Regions from separate parts of the Urocitellus parryii genome. Here region 1 is linked to region 2. Evidence: chromatin contacts called from public Hi-C data. All regions are on one chromosome and are shown on one strand. The core of a region is the stretch at or near the end of the contact, and the rest is flanking DNA. Distances in the headings are between cores, read along the strand shown. Region 1 holds the start of Ppp1r3c (protein phosphatase 1 regulatory subunit 3C). Region 2 holds the start of LOC113188834.

What was found. Hi-C and Micro-C count contacts between places; a contact is called where the count stands out from the background.
Region 1: a contact with region 2 is called in a Hi-C map of muscle, with 1.9 times the contacts expected there. The contact joins the promoter of Ppp1r3c here to the promoter of LOC113188834 in region 2. A contact is called at or near these places in 2 of 2 Hi-C or Micro-C datasets (liver and muscle).

Annotation. Positions count from the first base shown.
Region 1 is chr5:176,022,083-176,027,329 of mUroPar1.hap1, forward strand. Ppp1r3c (protein phosphatase 1 regulatory subunit 3C) reads right to left here and starts at 3,671. Exons shown (of 3, transcript XM_026397338.2): 1 at 3,514-3,671; 2 at 2,682-2,754.
Region 2 is chr5:175,851,885-175,857,503 of mUroPar1.hap1, forward strand. It overlaps LOC113188834, which reads right to left and starts at 3,763. Exons shown (of 5, transcript XM_077798685.1): 1 at 3,667-3,763; 2 at 2,412-2,483. The coding sequence starts at 3,763. It overlaps Hectd2 (HECT domain E3 ubiquitin protein ligase 2), which reads left to right and starts at 2,978. Exons shown (of 21, transcript XM_026397346.2): 1 at 2,978-3,920. The coding sequence starts at 3,819.

The DNA of each region.
Region 1 (5,247 bases), core at 2,421-4,920, 170 kb after region 2:
GAGAAGGAATAGAAACTCGCCAAAATGTACTAAAGTTCATAGGAAAGTTCCATGAAAAAAAAAATAAAAATGAGAAAAAAAATATTCTGAACAAGAATAATGATAAAATATTAGCCCTATCAAATTAAAACATTTTATAGAACTAGAGTTCAAAAAACAATAAACATATATTGGTGCAAAAATAATCAGTGAAGTGAAAAAGTCCACAAAGAAACCCACTTTTGTATCAGAAGTTCATACAGAACACAGGTAGTCATTTCTAATAAGGGGAGGGGGAGAATGGATCACTCAGTGACTAGGCAGCTAGCCAGCCTTGGGGGAGCAGGTATTGGAAGTATGTGTATAATAAATTGTTTTCGTTCACCCCTCTGTAGAGGGGGACTAAAGTGTTTTGAAGACATAGTAACATGGACAAATAAAGCACCTCAAGAGTGATGTCTTGGGCTGGGGATGTGGCTCAAGCGGTAGCGCGCTCGCCTGGCATGCGTGCGGCCCGGGTTCGATCCTCAGCACCACATACCAACAAAGATGTTGTGTCCACCGAAAACTAAAAAATAAATAAATAAATAAATATTAAATAAAAAAAAAAGAGTGATGTCTTAGTCTGGTTTATGTTACTATAACAAAATACAAGATGCTGAATGATTATGGATAAAGAAAAGAGGTTTACTTGGCTCATGATTCTGGTGATTGGAAAGTCGAAATAGCATGGCACAGACCCCTAAAAAGGACCAACTGACTGCATCCCCATATGGCAGAGGGTATCACATGGTGGAGCACATGTGAGAGCAGCAAGCAGGTGCATGCAGAGGAGACATTACATAATGCAAGAAGAAGCAAGAGACAGGAGGACCAGACTTTCTCTTTTATAATGAATTTTCTGGCAAGAATTATCCCATGCTTCTGAAACCTAACCCACTCCAAGAGACCAGAATTAATCCCTTCATGCAACCAGCCACGCATGATCCAGTCACCTCCCACCAGGTCTCACCTCTTCAAGATCCTACCACCTTTTAATATCAGTATGTTGGGAATCAAACCTCAACATGAGTTTGGGCAGAAGCACATTCAAACCACAGCAAGGAAATTGTGCAAGGGGACCGCTGGTCTGGTCCAACCTACTTTGGTGACTTGAAGAGTTTCCATTTTAGCTCAGGAAAGAGAATTATTGGGGCAATAACTGAATCCTTCAGGAAGAGAGAATGGACACAATGTATACTCTTAAGTTCTGTTCTTCCCTATCTCTAGTTCCTCCCAGCAAGAAGCCAGGAAAACCCTTTCCTGGCTGATTGGCTTTGTCTATGCTGGGTGGGCCCTGTATATATTATCATTGCTATGACTGGGCGGGTTTGTGCACCTCTGGTTTAGTCCCATATTTTATCAAATATTTTTTTGGGGGTGGTGCTGGTGATTGGACCCAGGAACTGGCAAACACTAAGCACATGCTCTACCACTGAGTTACACCCCTAACCCCTTGCTAAATCTTCACATCTTATGATTTTTATATTCTACTTCTTTGCTTAAAAAACAAATAGTCTTAAAAAAAACCAGCCTGTGAGATACAGCAGCTCTCTGTCTAACCAGACCCCTCTTTACTCACCAAATTCACATCATCCAGAAATTACTATTTTTTCTGTTCTATACTCTGTTTTTTTGACACAGCTATGAACTTTGGCTATGGAAGAACACCTTTAATAGAAGGAATCCAATCTTAGCAGAGGTCCCTATTTGTAAAGAACCCAATATTTCCTTCAAATATGACAAAATTAACCTTTTCCTCCTCTAACCATCTCCCTCATGCATACGCATACATATAAATGCATCATATCACCCTACTCCCAGCTCTACAAAACCATTACTAAATACAAAACCAATGTTCAGAACTCCTTGTTCCTTTCTTTTAAACTAAAATGCTATATTAACTCGCTAACCATGGAGACAAAAAGTAGAACTGACTTAGGCCGGGGCTTTGTGCCAATCAGAACAGTGTTTCCATGTAGCCACTTCATGTTCAGGAAGTGGTGGAAAGTTCCAGCCGGGGAAGTTGTGGAGGATGAACACTTTTCCAGATCCCACTCAGTCAACTATTTGTACTAAGGCTTTAATAATTTGTTTGAAGTGTAATAAATCTTCTAGAATGTCAACCACAATTTCCAAAACACATCTCAAAGCCAACTTTCTCCAAGTCTTATTTTCTATTAGCAAGGTAATGAATTTTTTAAAATGAGCAACTCTTAAATTTTTGTCACTTAGTAAAATTAAAAATTATTTGAGGGCCATCAAAAGGATGAAAAAGTGCTTCAAAATGCCCTCACTTCCCTAATTAAAAAAAAAAAATAAACCCATCTCCTATAGATGAGTGATGATTTGGGGCATGAGGACTTGCTTTCTTGTACGCATTACTGAGTTTGCATTTTGCAGAGTTTTGGAGTTCAGACAATTGGTGATTAAATGAGAGTTTATTTTTTCTTTCTGAAGAAAGGACGGAAGAAAGAAAATTCACGTTATTAAGAACAAACTCTGCATCCAATACTGCCAAGTCCTTTTACATATTTGATGATGTAATCACTTCAACAATATGATTACAATAAATGTTTATCTAAATTAAAAGTTATTAAGTTAAAAACAAAAGAGAGTTATCATTTAAAACAGGGCAAAAGATAATTAAATATCTTACTTACTCTTGTCTTGTTTCCACACAGCTTCACCCCCAAATTCAAAATTTGGATGCTATTTGTGAAATAAGTCTTCTCCCTGGGTGATATTGGAAGAGGTGATTATTTTGCAAACTCCAAACAGAAATGCAAAATTCAACTGGTAAAGATCACAGAGGCAGCACTTGAGCAATAACACTGACTGTATGATTAGCCCTTTCAGCTTTACAAAACCTTTAAACCTTTTTTTCATTTAATCCTCAAAGTCACTTTTATAATTCCATCTTACAGACAGGGAAATTGAGACTCAGTAAGACTAAAACACTATGGTGAAATTCACAGTATGTGATGGAGTCTATTTTTGAAGCCAAGACCAAATGTCCTGTGTACAGCTTATCTGAGGAATTTGCTGGTTCCTCCACAGATATTAAATTAGGATCTGAGCCTAAGCACTCTGTTGGATGCTTGTCTCTTCCTCACCCTCTCTTCAGTCACCAAGTCCTGCCTGCATTTACCTCCTTGGTATTTCTCAGAATCTGTATCCTCTTCTCCACTGCATTTGTCCTACCAACTCTCACTTCATCAGTTGGAGTAGTTGCCTTCTGGGCAGATTTTCCTTAGATTGTGTCATTCAAAGTCATCAAAATCAACAAAGTATCTAAAATAGAGCTCTGACCATAAAATCTCACAATAGCTGTCCATAATCTAAATCTACAAAAATGAACAACCCAAACAAATTGCTTTGCTCACAGCCCTCCAAGATCCCTGCCTCTCTCACCAACTTTGTCTCCATTTGTCATCTCCTGCCCTACCTGGGCTCAGATGATCCCTCTGCCTGGAGATCCCTCCATCTACTCACCTTTCCTTGACAAATGTCTAGATCTTTCTGAGGCTCTTCTCAGATGTCTTTCCCCAGGATGCCTTCCACTCCCTCCCCCTCCTCAGGAAACTTCATTGGTGTTTTTCATAAGATCATGAAGCTATTTGTATCATTTCATTCACCATCTATTTGATAAAAATCTGTTTTGGGTTGTCTACTCTGTTCGATTGTGAGTTTCTTGAGGGCAAGAACAGTACCTTATTCCTCTGGGTTTCTCCAACACCTGACCCAAGACCTCATACAAGTGACACACCCCTGCTGGGCAAAATGGATGCATTAATCATGAAAAACTGTTGTTGACTTCAGAACCCTGCACAGATGATAGAGAAATTGAGAAGGTGACATTGAAAGGATGTGAATGTGGTGAATCAACAGGTGGCAGTAATATGAATTGTCAAAAGATTCTTTCAGAAATAGTCTAGAGAAGAGTGTTGACAAAAATCCTAAATAAAGATAGTGAACTATTAAGTTGGCAGACAGCGGGAAATGTTATTTCAAAAGTACCACAGGACAGTGCCAACCAAACCACTCAATGCCCTAGACCTAGGATTCTCAGCAAAAGTACAAGTTGTCCTAGGACATGGCAGATTTGTTTTCAGATCACAAGCCAGACACTAGGACTAATGGAAGCTTGGGTTCTTTTAAGTAATAACTTATAAAGAATTATTTTACTCTACATAAAAGCATTTGTCATCCTTTGATTCTCCTATGCTGCTTTTGGCTATTGTCCAACTTACCATTTTCTTCATGGTCCTCCAAATATCTCTTTCCCTCCTCTATCTCCCAGTGTCTCCTTGTTTGGTCTCTCACTTTATTGCTTGTGTAAGAACACCATCGACTAAAACTTCCTGGAAAGTTATGCTGGCTAATGTACCCCTCTAATTGTGGAAAGTACACAGGTCAAATAAGTCCCTATCTTGATGTGCCATAGTCTTCAGTTTGTTCATGCTGTTCCCTCTGCCTGGAAGACCTTCACCTGACCAAACCCTACCCATCCTCCAAGGTCCAGCTCTAATATCCAATGTTAAACTCTTCCCCCACTAGAGACAGAGACAGAATGCCCTGTTCTCTTCCCTGTGCTTTGGAGATGAACTTGTTTAGACAGCTAGAATAGTTCTCGAACTGCATGATTTTATCTGCTTATGTAACTATCTCCTCTATTAGATCATGAACTCTTGAGGACAGGTACCAAATATGGCCCATCTCTGTATCCCTTGCATTTACCAGTGCCTACAACATTGAGTCTTAATCTTACTACATCCTACACATGCAAAAGGTATTTGTTTAGATACCCTGTAGTCTTGTTTGCCCACTATGGGCTCCAACAACGCATCTATGATTAAATAAGTGATCATACAATTAATTATTGTGAAATTTCCATATGCATAGCAAAAGATAACTAGAGGATACCGACAAAATATGTGATGAAGTACGTAACCTAAATGGAGAAAATCAACAAAGGCTTCATCCTTAAGCCTACTCAGGTTGAAAGTAGAAAAGCAGGGAAGGGACAAGCTAGGTGAAGGGACAAGCACAGGATACAGAAAAAAAAGCAGTGCATTTCAAGTACAGGTGACATGAAAGCTACTCAAGGGCCTCTAGAGACTTCCAAGGGGCCCTCCAGATTTTTGTGACATTATTTGTACTTAGGGCAGCTCATCTAGCTATGGTGGCTGTACCCCTCTCCTCATGGCCATACTTCCATCGGATGAT
Region 2 (5,619 bases), core at 2,513-5,012:
AAAATAGGTTCTAAAATATTTCCACAGCACTGAGCTAAGATGTGGTAAAAACGTAGTTTATTCACCCACAAATGCAAATATATAGAGATAGATTTGTATATACATGCAAACATATATATGATAGATATTTGTATATATGCAAAGATATTGTATACATGCAAATATATTTTTATCTATCTATATATAAAGTTATTTGATATTTTAGGCTTGTTATGAGAGCTCTTTAAGCCCTGTTCTCATTACTTTGGTGAAGATTGGTTTACACATATTCCTGAAGGATGAGATTGAGATATAGTAAAGCTCATTAGTTAGGGTGCCACTAATTTGGGAGGTGTTCTTTAATAGTTGAGATGCAACTCTAGAGCTGTGCTATCCAATGGTGGCTATTTAGATATAAATTAAATTTTAAAAATTAAAAATTCAGTTCCATGCTCACCATAGCTACATTTCAAGTACTCAAAGACCACATGTGTGGGCCAGGGTTGTAAAGATTTATCCCATCACTGGGTATATTCTAAAAAATGAGTTGCAGAGATTCAATAGCTGCATTTTCGTATGTTGTTTTTACTTTTTAAAGAGGAAGGAACAGCGTGTGTGTGTGTGTGTGTGTGTGTGTGTACACAGAAAAATAGTTATGGAAGATTTTGTAAAGATACAGATCAGGGTATTAGTGAATACCTAAATTTGGGCAGGTTCATAGTGTTTGTTTTCTTCATTTTGCTAATCTATGGTTTCTATTTTTTTCTTTCATGACAATTTGTTGCTTTTCTGGGGGTGGGAAGTACCAGGGATTAAACTCAGGGGCACTTGACCACTGAGCCACATTCTAGCCGTATTTTGTATTTTATTTAGAGACGTGGTCTCACTGAGTTGCTTAGTGCATCCACCTTGCTGAGGCTGGCTTTGAACTCGTGATTGTCCTCTCTCAGCCTCCCAAGCCGCTGGGATTACAAGTATGTGCCACTGCGCCCAGCATGTTGCTTTCTTTTTTTTTTTTTTAAATAAAAGAATGGTTGTTTTTAAAGTAGGAATTTCAAAGTCACAATAATTATACCTAAGAAAGTATTCTCACAATGTTTTTAACAATGCCAACATGGCTAACATAAGTACATTTCCCCAAGTTTATTACTTTAGGACAACCCTCAATTGAAATGTAAAAAATAAAAAAATAAAAAAGTGTTAAAAAATGAGTTGCACTATTTCATAACTGTATCTTCCATAATAGTTATATACCATTCTTAAATGATTGCCAGAGCCTTCTTTGCTATTATTCACTAGATTAGTATTACTGTATGTAATTAAAATAGAAGTTATCTATAATTTCACCTATTCCCTTTTAATCTAGTCTTTTTCTTTCTTTTACAGAAATAATGAGTTCTCTAACTCCCACTGCCACCCTACAAAACCCTATTCCCCAGAGGTATTTCATCTTCCTAAATCTACCTGAAAACTCACTATTTAATGAGTTCAGGTTTTCCCTCTGGACTAAGAAGGTACAAAGCTTCTTCTGCCTCATCTCCATTTATTCCAAGGCTAACAAATTTATACGTGGATGCCACATTTAGCAGAGCCAAAAAGCAACTTCTCTACACCTCTGTATAGACCAGTCAAAGATCTCTGTATGTCCTGTTCCACAAACATCTCCTCTCCCTACTTGCCAGAAGTACCACATGGCTGTTAAGAATGTGTCTCTCAAGCCCACAAGTTCTCTCAGAGCTATCACACTACAGCCTCTCCAGTTCCCAAACTGGAGCATATATAAAGGAGGGACAGGGTGGTGAATTGAGAGGAATATATTTAATAGGAAGTACAAGCAAACATCAATGAGCTAGTTACAGGTGATAATGAACTTGTATAGAAATGGGTTGTCTACTCTGGTGCAGTGGAAGAAATTAACATTTCTGACTTGCCTTGTTTTGTCAATATTTAAGCATTTGTTCTACTGAATGTGACTACTTGTACAGACATACTTTTGTTTGTCTCACACATGAAAAGTGAAAGCATAAAGCATGTAATCCAAGTGGTTTCTGATCCAAGCATTTTTATAGCATATTACTAAATCTAGCTCAAAATAATAGGAAAGATAATACTTCCCCCCTAATATTTGCTCTATCAATCCAGACTCAACAGCACAGAATATCTTGAATTGTATTAAAAAATAAAGGCTTGGGCTGGAGATGTGGCTCAGCGGTAGCGCGCTCGCCTGGCATGCGAGCGGCCCGGGTTCGATCCTCAGCACCACATACCAACAAAGATGTTGTGTCCGCCGAGAACTAAAAAATAAATATTAAAATTTCTCTCTCTCTGTCTCTCCTCTCTCACTCTCTCTTTAAAAAAAAAATAAAAAATAAAGGCTTCACTTTATAAAATAACATTTGAGTTGTTATTTTATCAATGATCAGCATGCCCACCTGCTGAAAGTAGAAAATAATGGCATGCTCCTCTCTCCATGGGTGAGTATTTCAGGTTTAAGATGGAAAGTTCTGAAAAAAGAAAGGAGGAGGAGGCTGTTATAATATGTGTATACATCATTTCCCTCCAGAAAGAATTAGTACTGAAATGCTTTTGCTGGCTTTACGACACAGATTCCATACCTTTTGTTAATTAACAAGGAAACAGGCGGTGACAACAACTACATCAAAACTAGAAAGTCTTTCCAAATTGAAATCAGACTATCATTTTGAAGACAATATGGAATACTATTGTACTTATTACATTGTTTATTTCAAGATCAGCTTGTTACAAATTCTGGGTTTGAAAAACATGCAACTCCATCTCCCCATGCACTGCAACTAGGAGTTATACTAATACATGAATGTAGAAACAACAGATGACTAAAAAAAATCATATTTGGATTTGTTTTGTTATCATTCTTATATTTGAATCTTGAGTGTCCTTGATCAGAAAATTCATTCAACCTTAAGCAATGAAGTCTCACCCTAAAAATCCGAAGACCTGAATGTCGAGAAATTCTCTATTTTTAATAGGCAGCACAGTCCTTTCTTACTCCCTCCCTTCTCTTGGATCAGCAGGTGTCTCTGCCGCTCCAGTAGACCAAGAAAAGGAAAAGGAGGGGGCGATGAGAAAGGAAAGGAAACTGTCTACGTATTTTGGTGATGGAGGTGGGGGGTATTTTAATATGATTAAACTCTCCAGTTTTAACGTTCTTAACCATATTTTATAATGATCTGCTATTAAGGATTATGCAGCAGAGTTTGGGTATGTCCATCTGTAACTTATAAACGGAAAGGAACAAGGAATAGGAGGCAGCACAGGGATGGGGTGGGGGAAAGCAAACGTAGGCGCGTGGGGACGGGAAGGGAGAGGCGGATTTGGCAGTCGGAAGGGGGACGGGAGGAACAGAAATGGAAACTGTGGCCTGGCTGCCCTGCCCCATTGTGTGCGTGTGTGGGGTTGGGGCCCACAATGTCGCACTCCCCTCCTCCCACTCCGGGCTTTTCCTTTGCTGGTCTAAGCCACTAAATATAATGTACAAAAGGTCAATAGCCAAGAAAAGAAAGGCTATCTCCCGAGGATGCGCAGGCTCGCTGCCGGGCGACCAGGAATCGGCAGGGCAAGCGGCGGTCCCTGGGCGCGTGGCTTTGGGGCTTTGTGGTTAGAAGCCCCAAGACCACCAGCCCAGACCCTTGGGCCCACGGCGCTCACCCGTACTCAGTACCCCTAGGCGCCTCTGATCAGGGCGGTCGTGAAGGCGAAGCTGAGCGTCCGCCCGCCTTATGGGTGCCACTGGGGCTTGCCTCATCCCCGCCTGACCCTTTGCAGGGCTCGCCTGGTTGCCCGCGAGTCCAGGCCCTCCTATGCGGGATCCCCTCCTCGTCATTTCGGCGGCAATCTCCAGAAAACATGGCGGCCGGGCGTCGACCGCGGCGCCTCCTCTCCGGGCCCTCGAGGTGGACGAGGTTAGCTGCGGCCAGCGCCCGGGACCCGCGGCGGGCAAACCCGGGAGGGGCGGGGAAGGCCGGGCCAAGAACTGGAAGGAGCGGCGCGTTGCCGAATCCGCTAGCCAGGCGCGCGCGGGGGCGGCGGGAGGGCGCGGGCTCGGGCTCAGGCTCGCGCGCGGAGGCGCGGACGCGGGCGGGGGCGGAGCGGCAGCGGTGGTTGGAAGCGGCAGCTCAGAGCCCTCTCGCGGCCGGGGCGGCAGCAGCGCCAGCCCCAGCAGCAGTCCGGCCGCCGCCGCCGCCGCCGCCGCCGCCGCCGCCTCGCGCTCTTGCCATCCGGCCCGACATGAGTGAGGCGGAACGGGCGCCTTCGCCTGCCGCGCCGCCGGCGGTGGCGGCGGCCGCCTCTGAGGAAAAGAAAGGGAAGGAACCGGAGCGCGAGAAGCTGCCACCCATCGTGCCCGCCGGCGCCGGCGCGACGGCGGTAGGTACGGGGCGGGGGCCGCGGGCCGCCCCGACGGCAAGGAGGGAGGGCGGTCGGGCGAGGGGCGCCCGGGGCCCGCATCTCCTCTGGGGTGCCCGGGCGCTGCCCCCGGCCGATGCACCTGGGTTGGACTTCGTTGGCCGAATTGAAAGAGTTGCGCCTGGTGGACAGCCTCGAACACTTGGCGAGCTGCACCTTTCACGCTCTGGAAATGTTGGGGGTGGCCGGTTCTGATGGACCTTTTTGGTTATTTTCTGGGGCTTAACCCCCTAGCTCCCTGCACACACGCGCGCGCGCGAGCACACACACACACGACACTTTTGTCTAAGGGCATGACATGCATCCTGGAGTGGCATTATCTTTTGGATGAACATACATGTCAGGCAGGCAGGAGTGGGTTTTCCACGGAGCTGCCTGCCTGCCTGCCTGCCTGCCTTGGAGGTGTGGATATTTCGCTCTTTTCTTTCCCTTCCCCCTTCCGATTGAACAGGCTCTGCCGCGAGTTTCCACTTAATTGTGACCTTTCCGTTGCTCTCAAGGTAGTGGGAGGTAGATACATGGATGATGGTTTTATTTTTCATATGGTACAGACACGTGACTTAAGTGGGGGGAGGCCTTTTGAACCTTTTATTTAAACTCAACTTGCCTAAGCTTGACAGAGATGATTTCCCAGCCGGATTTTCGGAAGGGTTATTTGGAGAGCGCTCTAGGGCTTCAAACTACATGTTGCCAGATGATGTCATGGGACAGCCCCCTCTCTCCCTTTTCCCGATTTGCGCTGGTAGTTTTGACTCTGGTTACTTTTGAACACAATAAAAAATTAGCCTCTCGTTTTGAGATTTATGTTTGACATAATATTTAAATACTTTTTGAAAGTTTGCTTTGATATATTCAAAGATTGTGATTTGTCATGCAACTGTGCGCGACAAAATAGTAAAAGTTTAGTGAACATTATACATTCTTTATTCCTACTTGCAATTAATTTCTGAAAACCTCCCTCTTAAATGACTAAGAACTTACTAAAATAACTCACTCTTCTTTAAAGTATTAGTACTGGAATAATGTTTTGATTTGATAAGTTTTTGAAATGTCTCAGGGCTGGGAAACTAGAAATTGTTAAAAACAACTTTGTTAAGTCAATGTGGCAAATCGTGAACAGTAATGGTATGAATTTAAAAGCATAGCTACAATTGGACCTGCAATTAGGGATTACCTCGGGAAATGTTTCAAGGAATT